Regions from separate parts of the Mus musculus genome. Here regions 1 and 2 are each linked to region 3. The links are chromatin contacts, called in public capture Hi-C and promoter capture Hi-C maps. All regions are on one chromosome and are shown on one strand. The core of a region is the stretch at or near the end of the contact, and the rest is flanking DNA. Distances in the headings are between cores, read along the strand shown. Region 1 holds the start of Tyw5 (tRNA-yW synthesizing protein 5). Region 2 holds the start of 1700066M21Rik (RIKEN cDNA 1700066M21 gene). Region 3 holds the start of Clk1 (CDC-like kinase 1).

Region 1 (4,898 bases), core at 30-2,529, 1.0 Mb before region 3:
CTCTTGAAACATGAACTACAACTTCTTAGTAAACTTAAACTCTGCCTTATATTGACTCAATTAGAAATTCTTCTAGGGTCATCAGTAATCCTGTCTTCTCAAAGGAACACTTCAGGCTGCTCCAGCAGCATAGCGTAGCTGTAGCTACAGATCCTATCTTACTACCACTAATATACTTCAGAGACTTTTTCCCTTAGAATAATCGCCAGAATCCTTACTCTGTTATTCTGATACTTGGACTTTCTTGAAAAGTCCTGAGAGCAAACTTATTTTCTTTTCTTAAATCTAACTGCTTTCTGCTACTTCTTTCTTTAAAAACTAAAGGGAGCCGGGCGGTGGTGGCGCACGCCTTTAGTCTCAGCACTTCGGAGGCTGAGGCAGGCGGATTTATGAGTTCGAGGCCAGCCTTGTCTACAGAGTGAGTTCCAGGACAGCAAGAGCTATACAGTGAAACCCTGTCTCGGAAAAAACAAAACAACAAAACAAAACTAAAGGGCTTAATCCTTAATTATGATTCTGGCTTAAATCAAGGAATGACTTGTACCAGAGGAAACCTACGAGACGATTTCCATTGGTTTCCCTGTTGCAATCCTTCATTAGACTGAAATATCGAGTTTCAAAAATCTAATATCTCGAAATACTCCAGGGGCTGTTAGGACCAAGCAAGAGAAGGGCGAGGGATCCTGAACTAGACTTTAGGAAAAACTCCATAGAAAGGGAGCACGTGAGGTCAGAAAGCCACACGCGCGACCTCTCAGTGAGCTTCGTGCCACCCAGCTTTCTCCGGTCATCCTGCTCCCCAAAAATGTGGGGCCGTTTCTCTCCGGGGCTTTGAATTCCCGAGCAGGGCTACAGGTCCCTTCCGCTCACTCCCTTGACAGCAGAGCGCCTTCTCTTCCCCCGAACAATCTCTGGGTTGCAGGAGAGCAGATGGGCCGCCAGAAGGTACCGGGGTGTCTCCCCTGCCTTTCCGCGGCGGGCCTCCTCACCTGTGGATAAAGATGCTCCATGAACTGCTCCCGGGAGACGCCCCGCAGCCGGGGTACCGGAAGACGCTGCTCAGCCATGGTGAAATTCACAGGCCTGGGAATTTGGACGAGTTCTTCCACGCGTGATTTCCCCTGGAAACACTACTCCGGAAGAAATGGTCCGCGTAGGTGACTGACCCCAGAGGGCGGCGGCTGGTTCGAAGTGCGCACGGCGGGGAGCCCGAGGGCTTCGGCCTGGGCTGAGGGCTAACACAGCCGAAATGAGAGGACTCACCCGAGGCGGCGGCAGCGAGGCGGCCTTGGCTCCACTTCTCCAACCCCGGCGAGCTGGTTTCCCTCCGGCCTGCTTTCAGTACTGCACAGGCATGCAGAGGTGAAAGGTCACAAACATGGCGCTGGCCGCCCGTCTCCTACCTCTGCCCCTGCTTTCCCGGCCGCTGCCCGGCCCGGTCACCCGACTCCGGACTCTCGGTAGCACCGAGGTGAGGCTGACGCTGACTGAAATTTGCTGCCTGTGCCGCCGTCGCCTGGGCTCAAGCGCGGCTCCGATCCCTCGCTACACTCGGGCCTGGACAAGCCCTGCGTTGCGTTCCTGGAGCTCCCGAAGATCCCTTCTCGGCCGGGTAGAACATCCTCCAGCCCTCGCTTCTTTACCCGCTAGTCCCAGCCGCAGCTACAGCACCGAGGAGCAGCCCCAGCAACGCCAGAGAACCAGAATGATCATTCTGGGATTTTCCAATCCCATCAACTGGGTCCGGACTCGAATTTACGCCTTCCTTATTTGGGCCTATTTCGACAAAGAGTTCAGTATCGCTGAGTTCTCTGAAGGGGCGAAGCAGGTTTGTTTGCTCCCCTAACTGACCTCTCTGCCTCGTGCATTCAGCGTTTCCGTGATCAAGTGTTTAGCCATGAAGTTTCTTCATTGCGACCCGTGGTATCCAACGATGGTAGTGACCTAGACACTGAATCTTTCGGCCACTTCAGGACTTTAATAAGCTTCTAAGTGTGTTCGCATGGTCGTCAGGGAGGAGGGGTTCATTCAAGAAACTAGGATGAAGGCCTAAGTTCAAAGCCTGTTTGTCAGTGCCACTCTAAAATTAGTTAATCCTTTGGGTATGATTTTTCCAGAATTAGAAGATTAGAGAAGACAGTGCCTGGCACACATAGTAGGCACTTCATAAGTATTTGTTAAGTAAATCGAATGGAGTAAGTTATGGTGAGGAATAAGATAACACTGCCAAAGTAATAACATATCATTTCAGGTACAAAGGCAGTTTCCTACCAGCTGTTTGACAGATCTGAATTGCCTTCTGCATTCTCTACCTATATATTCTGTCAAGGATAAGAGTTTGCTGAGGCTGCTGGTCTACTTAGTGTCCAGGTCTAGCACACTGGTGATTCCTAGCTCTGACTTTGCCCATCGTGACCTTTCTGAATAGCAAGTGATGTTGCCTTAACAATGGTCACTTTGAATCTCAAGATCATTGACACAGTTTGTGTGTACATGCTTTTCTTTCCAGGAAGACTTTTTAAATCTCCTTTCATTTTCTTAGGTTGTCAGTCCCTAGCATTTCAAAACTGTTGATTAATACAAAGGTAGAAGTCATAGTTTATTCTCCAGTTCATACTGGAATAGACCATCAGGATAATAATTTAACAACATTGACTATATGCTGGTATTTTTAATTTTACTTCTGACTTATTCAGATTTTCCCCAATTCCTAGCCATTTATACCCAACTCATGTAGTTGTAAATGAGTTCTCAACTTCGTGTAATCTGGGGCAGTATTAACTCCTGTCTCCCTGGGTCCACTCTTAGCTAATATATATGTTTGCTCAAAAATAAAAGTGAGCAAGCTTGAGTGATAATGCCTACCTAAGTATGAAGATAGGGTGAATTTGCTAGTCTGTTCTCTGTGTCAGTTGTGCACAGAGGGGTAAAATGGTGGGATCCTACTCCTTACTCTGCAGTGTCCACACATGAGTCTGCTCCATCACCCATACATAACTACACTAGTTCAGGAATGGAAATCATCATATGACGTCAAATTGAAAAGGCCTCTTGTCCAATCCTTGTTTAGACACGATGAACCCAGGTGTGCTGGCGAGATGGTTCAGTGGCTAAAGAACATCTTTCAGAGATCCTAAGTTCCATTTCTAGCACCTACAAGGTACCTCATAACTAACTCTAGTGTGGAGAGGATCTTACCAGGGTAGCCTCATTATTCATTATTACATTTTAGAGCAGTTTGCTCAGGTATGATCTTGACCAACCAAAGTAGAGACGAGGGTTCTGCATAACGGTTATAGTTCCTAATATCTGGATTATCATTCATGCTGCATGTGAGAGCTTTCCAAACATAGGAGATCCCTGCCCCAGAGTGTTCAGGGAGACCTTGAATTTGGGTATGTGCATGTTCTCAAAAGTCATCTGCATTGAATTGTGGTTGTTTGCTAGGGCTATTATAGAGGGTGTCTCAGACTAAACAGCTTAAACAGAAATATTCCAATATCTAGAGATGAGAAGTTTGCCTTCTCCTCAGGCCGCTACATTTGTTTATGTCTGGCATCTCTAAACATTTCCTCCTGTCATAAAGGTACTGATGATACACTAACCAGCTTTTTATTATTATTATTATTTAATCACTTCTTTAAAGGTGTTGTCTCCAAATAATATCATATCCCAAGGTCTTAGAGTTTAGGGCTTTACCATGACCATGGCAGAGAGACAGTTCAGCTAGTAATCATTTGCAGTTCTCTGTTGCACGTGCTCGCTTTTCTCCAGCCAGTAGTCAGGTTTCAGCTACTTCCTTTATGGAACCTCTGTGGTCCTCCAAGATTAGATAGTTCTCTCTTATATCTTAAATTCTTGAACTTGTTGGCTAACATGTCTTCTCTCAGCTGGCTTAAAGCTCCTGAAATACAAGTGGGATCTGAATGTATCAGCTTTTTCTCATTGCTGAGTGTGGAGAATTGTGGATTCTCTTCCCCCTTCTTAAAATAAGACCTTATACCTCAGGTTGAGAGTCACTGTCTTAGATCATAAGCTATTTCTCCTTTCTCCCACTTTTCTAAACCTAACATATATCTTAGAGAGGTTCTGTCTATAATCCAGATCTCCAGACTTCAAGTACAATCTAGACTCCAGAGTGTTTTACTTTCTAATTGCTGTCTGTAAATGATTAAGAGGTATATCATAGTTGTTTATATCATCATTTTAAAATAAAATAGAAGGTAATTTTTTATTGAGATATCTAGTATATATGCCACATACTGTCATTTCCCAAGACCTAGAAATGGATTCATAATTTGTAGTCAGCTCATTTGTAACTGTATATGCGGGCAAGCCATCTGAGAAAAGGCAATCAACTTAAAAGCAGTCATGTCCAACATTATTGTAATAGTTTTTGCTATCACGTTTACCATAAAGCAGTTTTTGCTCTACTAACCATTTAATTATGAATGTGGTATGCTATTTTATGTGATGTTTTGAAATAACTGTCATCTTTACATTCCTGTTTTTTCAAGGCTTTTGCTTATGTATCCAAGTTGCTGTCACAGTGTAAATTTGATCTATTGGAAGAACTTGTAGCCAAAGAGGTAAAGTGTTCTTTTAATTTAAAAAGTCCATGATTCTTGGCATAGACTGATGCATGCATGGCTCCATTTCTGCTTTCAAACAGAACATGCGCCAACAGAGGGTGTCTGTCCTTAATGGTACTTCCGGTCACAAAAGTTGCAACAACTCCGGGCACTTAGCAGCATAGATAGGCAAATGGTGTGCTTGCCAGTTGTTCTTATGTGTAACGTTCTATCAGGAATTGCCTAGTTGAATACCTAGATGCTTTTCAGTTTTATTTCTGAGGATGAGTAGATAAAGTATTTTAAAATTAAGTCTTGAAAAATTCC
Region 2 (4,753 bases), core at 1,717-4,216, 1.0 Mb before region 3:
CTTACAGCTGCCTCATAATGAAGAGTGAGCTACTTCTTCAGTTGTGACAAATCCCTTAGTTTTTCAGGCTTTCACTTCCTGTTACATGAGATAGGCCAGTTTTACTACTGATTACGATAAAATGGCTTCATTCTCTTTCTGTTGTCCTTTATGATGAACTTAGTCTTTCTGGGAGTCCTTAAAGTTTCAACTTTTTTCCATTATATTGAGGAGCATGGTGCTCCGAGGACTCATCAGGAAACATTCTGAGAACTGAGAAGAAGCCAGATATGGGCTGTAGAGGTTTGCACACTACCAACAATAAAATGCCAACTGAAGATCACAAAGAACTAGAAAAGAGGACATTTTACTCAACTGGGTATAGTAACTTTGTTCTTGTAACACCTCTTATTGAGTTGGAAGTCTGGTTCTGAGAAAGACTAAAAGGCAAGAAAGTAGAGTCCACTTGTACGGATGATTGTAGAAAGATCAGAATCATCAGGGTTGATTTTGTGGGAGAAGATGAAGATGAGAGAAAATATTATGGTAATAACAAGGAAACATATAAGAAGTAGCTACAGAGTCTATGACATAGCATATAAACAACACCCATACCTTTAACGACGAATTGAGAGAGATGCTGCTTTCCCAAGAACATGTCTCCTGTAGGGCAGCAGAAATCTTGGACTGGGGAGTGGGGCGCTCTCCTTACTTCAGCTTGTTTCTTTGCTCTTCGGTTCTTCTTTTGTATTTCTCAAAGGCCTCAATTATCTTAGAGATACTAAGCCTACTTTGAGATATTTAGCATTTGCTGCAATTACTTTTTTTTCTAAACACAAGTACTTCCTGTTCTCTTCAGCATATGATTATTTCACTAATCAGTCAACCTGAAAAAACAAAACCACAAGAATCAAAAGCTACATTAGCAATATACACCCACATTTGGACTTGTAGACTACAGCTTAACAGTCCTAGACCCTGGGAAAACATGATTTGCAAAACAAAAGTGAAGATCAGCTTCCTTGGTGTGATTCTATCCTGACCTCTGCTTCTAAACTAGCTATTTTAATAAAGCAATCAATCTACTTTGTGGTAGGAATTAAATAATTTATTCTTGGTTTGTATCTTACTTTTCTATTGCTGTGATAAAACACCATAACCGAAGCAACTTATAAAAGAAAGTATTTAACTGTGGGCTCATAGTTCCAGAGGGTTAGATAGAGTCCATGACCCTCATGGTGGGGAGCATGGCAGCAGGCAGACATGGTGCTAGTGTAGGACATGGTGCTAATGTAGTAGCCAAGAGCTTAGATCTTGACCTACAAGGATGGAGGAGTAGTGGGCAAACTTAGAATGGTGTGGGCTTTCAAATCCCCAAAACCATCCCCAGAAAAACACTTCCTCCAAGAACTCCATACATCAGAGCCCTTCTCAACCAGTTCTATGAACTGGGAACTAAGTATTCAAATATGGGTCTGTGGGGGCCATTTTCAATCAAAACACCTCAGTTACATTTATTATGTCAGATAGAATCTAACAGTTTTTGTCAAAGTAATTGGTAAAGCATACCTCTATAAAGACACTAAGAAAATGTACAGAGCAATTATACTTTGTTAACAAATACAAGAAATTTAAAATTAGAATAAGGCTTGGGATATGACCTAGTTGGTAAGGTGCCTGCCTCTTTCCCCAAAGCATGGGGGCTGAATTGGATCCCCAGCATCCACAAAACAGAGAACCCAGTAGCTGGGAAGTTAGAAACAGGCAAACCATTGGGGGCTTCTTGGCTAGCCCAGTCTAGCCTAATCCATGAGCTTCAGGTTCAGCAAGATGCTGTCAAACAATAAACTAATCAATAAAAAATTTTAAAAGATGGAGTGTGAGGAATGTACTGTGATACAAAAAAACTGCTCTCACCTTAAAGATGAGCCACATATCAGTTAGCTCAAGTTTTACAGTATCAAAATAGAAAATATTATATAATTTAAGACTTTGAAAATAAGATAACAGACAGAAAATTTCTGCTATAGGCCTCTAATATAAGTCTTAGCTTCTGGGCTGGTGGAAGCTAAGCTAATACATTTCAAAGGTTTCATCTGATACTCACTAGTATGCTGGCTGTTTAGGTACACAGGTTAGCTAGGAAAGGCTATTAATTAAAAGAGCGAAAGACAGCTCAAGATAATTTTTAATCAGGGTTTGAACTTACAACATAATTTCTCCCCAGTCATTTAAGTTCTAATCAGCTAATCACTCCTGCAGAAACTTCAAGTTTCAACTTCTTTCCAGGAATCTCCTTTACACCCAAAGTCACTTCAAGCCCACAGCAGCAAACAGATGCATGTGCGTGTCCGATGTGCACACACAATGTTAAAACAAGATTCACTTTTCCCACCTTTAGCATAAATTTGGCCCAGTCCTATTTCTACACAACTTTAAGTAAGAAGTTGCTATTTCCACGACTTTCCTATACTTTTCAACGTGGTTTCAAAACCCTAAATCGGAAATTCGATAAGCTGTAAACACCCCTACAGTAAATGTGTGAACAAGTAGGCCTTTTCTCTATCTTCCCTAAGGTAAGTGTCCAGCTCTCTCTCTCTACCAACTAGGAATGTGCTAGACTTGGTGTGGAGCCAGAAATTCCCTAACTAGGTAACTTCGGGACATAGGGGATTCTTTTCATTCTGAGCAAGTACAAGACTTTCAGAACCATTCTTCTTTACCTTGGACTAAATTAACAAAGACACATCTTCACCGTGAGGATGAACCTACCAAAGCTTTTATACAGAACCCGAGGAAACTCTGACCCTGAGCAGCTGCTGCTGTGCATGGGCCCAACCTGCGGGCTCTTCCACGTCCGTTCGAACTTCCCGGCCGGGGCTGAGTCCGCCAACCACAAACGTCCTTCCTCCAGCCGCGCCCTCCGCTCCCCCTCCCTCCGGACGCACGCGGCGTGCTGACGTCACGGCGACCGAAGCCGTTGGGCAGCCGAGGCCCCGCCCTCGCTGCCGGGTGAGCGGCCCTGGCGGCTCGAGCCCATGCTGGGGTCGCGGCGTCTGCGGTCCCCCGCGCTGGTGCTGCTGCTGCTGCGGCCGCTGCTCGCTTCCGGAGACTCCGCGTCCCGCCTGCAGACCCGAGCCATGAACCCGGGCGGCGGTGAGCGGGGCTCCCCGGAGGACAGCCACCGTCTGCAGCGCTCCACGGTGCCGGGCTCCGACCCGCAGCGCAGCAACGAACTGCTCCTGCTGACATCCCGGGAAGGAGATTCCCCGGAGCAGCGGCACCACGTCCTCTACTTCCCTGGGGACGTGCAGGTAACGCGGGGCCAGGCCTCCCCGACACGCCCACACGGGTTCTCATACGATGGGGGTGCGGGGCGCGCCCCCGTTCCTGCCAGAGCCCCATCCGGGGAAGGGGCCTTGGAGGGCCACGGTCTCCAGAGAGCGGCTGTCAGTCCAGGTGCCACTGGGTGGAAGGAGAGGCGCGACAGGGAGTGGGACAGCCACGCACAGCTCCAGCCTGCTCTCAGAGGACTGTGTGTGTGCTGGGCACTGGACTGTTTAGAAAACGCTGACTGACCAAATAAAATACATCCGTTGCTAAAGTGACCTTTCCAGTAACCCTAAAACACAGCAGTGGAAGGGATGCAATCGTCAAGAATGCTAATGATACTGAGAGGCCCATTTGAATTCAACTCATCTGTGTGCTTCCTGTTACTGGTTTTTATAGCTGCAGACATACGTCTTTGCTGAAGCTGTCCTGGAAGCTGGGTTTTAATGTAAAACTGCATCGTGCAGTGGATACATTAGCCGCGTGAGAGTATCTGAACAAGTTAAAATGAAAAGGCAGCGTTCTCTGTCTCACTAGTTGTATTGCCAAGTGTTGAGTCACCACAGGTGACTTGCTTGTACCCCGTTGGACAGCGCAGATACAGTTGGCATTTACATTGAAAATCAATTATCCCAGAGCGTTGTTAGCACTAGGGTAGATATTCAAGTTAGAATATAGCTAGATGGTTTCCTCATACTAGAAAACTGTTATTGTTTTGAAATTGGTGCTTTAAAATGATACACCAAAAAATCTATTTTCTCTTGCTGTTTTCTCTCAAATCAGTTGACTTGACTAGTTGACTGCTAATGGAAACTAGCAAAAACCCAAATTTAGGTTCAAGAAAATCTCATTTTGGTGCCTTTATTCCCAGATTGAAAACAAGTGTGTTGCTTCTGCTTCCTGCGACTTGTGACCAACTACTTCATGCCTTCCAGTGGTGGTGGTGGTGGTGGTGGTGGTGATGGTGGCTGAGTACTTTCTGCTGTAAAAGTGTTCCAGACAGAACATCCACCTGGCTTAAGTAGGGCCTAAAGTGTTCTAGATATAGTTTGAGGATCATCTTTCATTTCCCATCATCAGCCTTTGGGACAATGACAGAATGGTAATGTTCAGAGTGTGGGGTTTTATAGAGCATGAGGTCTTCTGGAAAAGAAATGGAAGGCCGTGCATCCCAAAGCTTCAATGCCAAGTCACCCAGGTTTCCCATTCCACTCTGTACTTCTTAGCTATGAAGTCTATGCAGATGTTAAATCTCTCCATTGAAGTGCCTCAGATATAAAAGTCAGAGGGCCTCAATCAAGCTGAAATTTGGGAATAACTCTAGTTAGGTTCCAGCCCCTTCTCACCTTCAAGTAGCCTCATGCTCCACTCTTGGGATTTTTTTACTCTACTCTTTCAGTGATCTCTTTCCATCTCGTGACTTTACATACTGCCTCCATGCTCA
Region 3 (4,640 bases), core at 1,375-3,874:
CATTATATATGGCCCCCAGGATTTTATACACGGTAGGCAAACGTTCTATATCTGAGCTACTCTCCCAGTATAAATCTACTTTTATATTGCAGTACTTTATATGCCTTGTAAAGATGAATTTTTAATTGTGTGTGTGTGTGTGTGTGTGTATAGGTAGTATACTAAGGAGTGCCAGAAAAGGGCATCAGGTCCTCTGGAGCTGAGTTACAGGTTAGTGGTAGTGTGTCTGAAGTGTTGGGAGCCAAACTGTCCTCTGCCAAGCTTAAGTACCAGCTAAGCTATCTTCCCAGCCCATAACCGCCTTTCTTACCTGTCTGTCGTTTTGGAGTGATCGTACCTGCAGCGCTTTTGCTCACGGGCGCTGCTATGTGATCTCTTCTTTCTTTTGTGACTGCTGCTGCTTCTCCATGTTCCATAATCCCAGTCTCTTTCATCCCAGTCAGGACAGTAAGTTCTCTTTGAATGTCTCATCTATGAAAGACAAATTTTACCAGTTAAACTGTAGTTCTGTGATGTTCAGTAGTAAATGTTTCTTTGCAAACTCCCATTAGTTTCCATCTTTCCCCTCCCCAGACAGCCTCAATATAGAGTAGCTCTAACTATGTGCACCAAGTTGCCCTTGAATTCAAAGAGCCACCTGCCTCTTGCCTCTGGAGTACTGGGATAAAATGCATGTGACCCCCAGCATTAACGTTTTGTTTAAAATCAAAGTTCTAAAATTTTAGTCAACTGTCTGCAATCATAAAAATTATTGCATTGCCTCAGATTCTGCAATGTAAACTTTATTCACAGATTTTTTTTTTTTTTTTTTTTGGTTTTTCGAGACAGGGTTTCTCTGTGTAGCCCTGGCTGTCCTGGAACTCACTTTGTAGACCAGGCTGACCTCAAACTCAGAAATCCACCTGCCTCTGCCTCCCAAATGCTGAGATTAAAGGTGTGCGCCACCATGCCCGGCCAGATTTTTTTTCACCTTGTTTTCACAATGCCCAAATTCATATTAAGTGAAAAAGGTTTAAAACCTTAAGTGAAAAAGGTTAAAACTTAAGAAAAATGTATGACAGCTCTTTCAGAAGTTCAACTTACAGGTTCACAAGGTTCAATTTCTACCCAAACCAAGTCTCCGACCAACGTAACCACAAGTGACCCTAATTAAGAAGTTTTTTTTTAACTGGGCGTGGTGGTGCACACCTTTAATCTCAGCACTCGGGAGGCAGAGGCAGGCGGACTTCTGAGTAAGAGGCCAGCCTGGTCTATAAAATGAGTTCCAGGACAGCCAGAGCTATACAGAGAAACCCTGTCTGGAACAGCCCCCGCCCCCAAAGTGTTTTGTTTGTTTTTGGTAAAATACCAGTTTGGATGTTATGAAGTGTTTGTTTACAGCTATTAAAAAAAAAAAAAAAAAAAAAAAAAAGCTGCTCAGCAGATGACCTCAATTCCCAATTCACCGTCAAGTAAATGCCCACGGTCCCCGCTGACACTCTTACTGCTAGCAGAGGGAGACTGGGAAAATTATGAAAATATGGGAGGAAAGCCTGAGAAGGTAACAGGCGCGCCTTTTATGCCGAGTCAACAAAATTCGGGCTCCACCAATAAAGCCACTCTACTTAACTGTACAGGACAGGCCATGATGTTGAAAATAAAGCTGTTCAGAGCGGAAGTGACGTACAATCTTAGGGTGTTCCCCTCCTGTTTCCTAAAGGTAAACAACTCCCCCGTTACAACTTTGTTTACAAAGGAAATTTTCTATAACTTTTTTTTTTTTGAGACAGGCTCAAAGGGGATTAAAAGGCGAGCGACAGGCAGTACAGCCCGGCCGTCTTGAGTTTTAATGTTACAAAACCTAAGTAAATCCTAAACCTTCTTAAAAATCACTTGTTCCTCGCTCTCACAAGCGCTGTCCCGGTGTGCCTCGTTTTCATTATGCTCGACTTCGCTATCTATCGACCGCCTCTGAAATTCTTTTCTTCGTCGAAGGCGGAAACTACACAGAACTGAGGTGACAGCCTGCTGTGACGCTGTCCCCGCAGCGCCCATCTCTAACAAGATCAGCGACCGCAGCGTGTGGGGCCGGCCTGGTTACCAAGACCTTTCGCTTCAAATATAAAGAAAAACAGCACCAAAACCTGCGCCGTGCCACCGCCGAGAGCAAAACCAGGACCGACCGAGTCCAAGCGAAGGCCGCGCCCTGGCGCCGCCATGGCGAAGGACGAGCGCGGCCTTCCCCCTACCGCCATCTTAGGTCCCGCCGCGGCAGCTCGGGCTCTTGCAGTCGGCCGGCCCTCCTCGGGACGCGGAGCCTGCGGGCATCGTCCCCGCCTACGCAGAAGCCAGCGGCCAGAGCTCCGCAGCCGGGGCACAGAGCCCCTTCGCGTGGCTCCGCCGTGAAGAGCCGCAGCGGGGTCCTTGGAGGCGGCGGGAAGATACAAGGAAAGGCCCTGACAGACACCGCGTCTTACCTTTCCAACCCTGAAGACAAAGCTTGCAAGGCGAAGACAAAGCTTACAAGGCGACGGCGAGAAGTCTGCAAACGATTACGACGATCTCCCAACACAAAATGGTGCGGACAGACGCAGTGCGAGCTTCTTCTCGGAAAAACTGGTGACGTAGATGGGCGGGGCCTATACCGGTCCTGAGTGCGCAGGCGCGGGCCCGCTGCCCAAATGGGCGAGGGATGGAAGGACTTGGTCCTGACTGTCCTTGCTGTGGCTTCTTGAGGATACTTAGACACTACAGGTTACAGTAATAGTATAATCCACGCTCGCTCTCCCTCTCTCCTTTTTCTCTTCCCTCCTGACTGCAACCTTTTAAACTACACCAACAAAGTATCTCTGGTTAGTAACTCAGTGACTACAGTTATGTTGACCTGTCTTAAACTAGTTTTTAGTGGTTGGGTATGACATGCACTGACGCCAAAAATGTTAGAAATGAGCATGGTGGCACACGCCTTTAATCCCAGCACTTGGGAGGCAGAGACAGGCGGATTTCTGAGTTCGAGGCCAGCCTGGTCTACAAAGTGAGTTCCAGGACAGCCAGGGCTATATATACAGAGAAACCCTGTCTCGAAAACCAAACCAAACCAAACAAAACAAAAAGTTAGAAATGGTGGAACAGGAGCGGAATAGTGTAAATAGACAGATTAGTAAGTAGTCTTGAAGACTTTGAGGATGCCCCCCCCCCCCCCATAGTAGCTTCCCCCAGCCTTGAGTAGGCTGGCTTTGACCTTGTTGCCACTGAGAATGAGACTACCTGGGGTGGAACCTTCCAACTTAGATGGCTCTATTGTTCCGTCACCTGCCACTGCTACCTGCTGAGAGGCCCTTTAGATATTCCAGAGACTTCATCCAGCAGATCACCTACAGGCTGGCAACAGGCATCAAGAATGGCTTGGGGGGCGGGGGGTTATGGTTTTGAGACAGGGTTTCTCTGTGTAGCTCTGGCTGTCCTGGAACTCACTTTGTAGACCAGGCTGGCCTCAAACTCAGAAATCCGCCTGCCTCTGCTTCCCGAGTGCTGGGATTAAAGGCGTGCGCCCCACGCCAGGCTTAAGCACAGACTCTTAGTAAACTTGGGGGCCTTGAACAGAAATGTGTCTTGGCCTCCATTATTTCTCTCGCCATTTCCTTCCATACAGCTCCGGCCTCCCACTCAGGAACCCAGTTAGTGTGGCCTCAGGCGGCTTAACTCCTATTTCGCTGGTAACTCTAAAAAGGTAGATATTAGGGGGAGGAGAAAAAGGGGGGTGCGTAGGTATCAGTTTTGCAACTCCTTTGCTTTCACCTTTAAGAGTTAATCTAGACCTGGGCATGGTGGCATATCCCAGCACTAAGGAGGCAGAGACAAGGGTTATCTCTGAGTACAAGTTCAGTGTGGTCTATATCGCAAATTCTAGCCAGAACTAAAAACAGGGGAAGAGGAGGGTGCTGGCGTTGGCTTAACAGGTAAAGACACAATGCCACCAAGCCTACCTGAGTTCAATCTCCAGGAAACACATACTGGAAAGAGAGAATCAATTCCTACACACACACACACACAAATAAAGTATTTTTTAAAGAAATTAAAAAATTTTTTAAAAATTTAAAAAATTTTAAATGTACATGTATGAATATTTTGCCTACATGTATATGTTGGGGTCCAGGAGTTGGCTCACAAACCACACAAACACTGATCTCAGTCAGACAGGGATAGTTTATTGAACATATGCCCTAAGACTGATCGATCAGGGCTGCAGCTCAGAATTCGAGGGCTGAGCCATGACTACAAACATTTCTCAGGGACAGCTTATTAAAACACACACACACACACACACACACACACACACACACACAAAGTGCTGTGAATTCATACCCAGGTGCAGGAAGTGCTGCCCGGTAGTTAGCTCTGACTCCAGCCATTTTAGATGTAACATCTCATATTGACTTTTAACTTGATGGGTCCTACATAAAGCTTTGTGGAATTTCTTAACATTAACAAACCTCATACAGAACATAACAGGATATGTGATCAGCATGACCCTGCTCTGAGTCAAGTTATTCTCTGTGTCAACAACTGGCAGGCACATTACAGCAACAGTATGAAATAGCTGGAGGGCATGGAACAAAATGACTACAGCTATGCAGGGGCCAGACCTCAACATATATATA

The links. Promoter capture Hi-C pulls out the DNA fragments that hold promoters and counts their contacts. Capture Hi-C pulls out chosen DNA fragments and counts their contacts.
Region 1: a promoter capture Hi-C map of pre-B cells shows a contact between it and region 3, with 9 times the contacts expected there. The contact joins the promoter of Tyw5 here to the promoter of Clk1 in region 3. A contact is called at or near these places in 18 of 39 promoter capture datasets (the 3T3-L1 cell line, 3T3-L1-derived adipocytes, the C10 cell line and 12 more), 1 of 484 Hi-C or Micro-C datasets (cardiomyocytes), 6 of 115 datasets of contacts at active chromatin or transcription factors (double positive thymocytes, embryonic stem cells, pro-B cells and 1 more) and 3 of 9 other capture datasets (adipose tissue, embryonic stem cells and liver).
Region 2: a capture Hi-C map of embryonic stem cells shows a contact between it and region 3, with 5 times the contacts expected there. The contact joins the promoter of 1700066M21Rik here to the promoter of Clk1 in region 3. A contact is called at or near these places in 6 of 39 promoter capture datasets (the C10 cell line, cranial neural crest, erythroid cells and 3 more), 1 of 484 Hi-C or Micro-C datasets (pre-B cells), 2 of 115 datasets of contacts at active chromatin or transcription factors (large pre-B cells and neural tube) and 2 of 9 other capture datasets (adipose tissue and embryonic stem cells).

What each region holds. Positions count from the first base shown.
Region 1 is chr1:57,405,395-57,410,292 of GRCm38.p6, forward strand. It overlaps Tyw5 (tRNA-yW synthesizing protein 5), which reads right to left and starts at 1,280. Exons shown (of 8, transcript NM_001037742.2): 1 at 990-1,280. The coding sequence starts at 1,067. It overlaps Maip1 (matrix AAA peptidase interacting protein 1), which reads left to right and starts at 872. Exons shown (of 5, transcript NM_001081181.3): 1 at 872-1,828; 2 at 4,518-4,589. The coding sequence starts at 1,379.
Region 2 is chr1:57,374,654-57,379,406 of GRCm38.p6, forward strand. 1700066M21Rik (RIKEN cDNA 1700066M21 gene) reads left to right here and starts at 2,967. Exons shown (of 2, transcript NM_028546.1): 1 at 2,967-3,293. The coding sequence starts at 3,018. It overlaps 4930558J18Rik (RIKEN cDNA 4930558J18 gene), which reads right to left and starts at 2,891. Exons shown (of 4, transcript NR_037999.1): 1 at 2,752-2,891; 2 at 595-866.
Region 3 is chr1:58,421,464-58,426,103 of GRCm38.p6, forward strand. It overlaps Clk1 (CDC-like kinase 1), which reads right to left and starts at 2,625. Exons shown (of 13, transcript NM_001042634.2): 1 at 2,457-2,625; 2 at 311-471. The coding sequence starts at 471.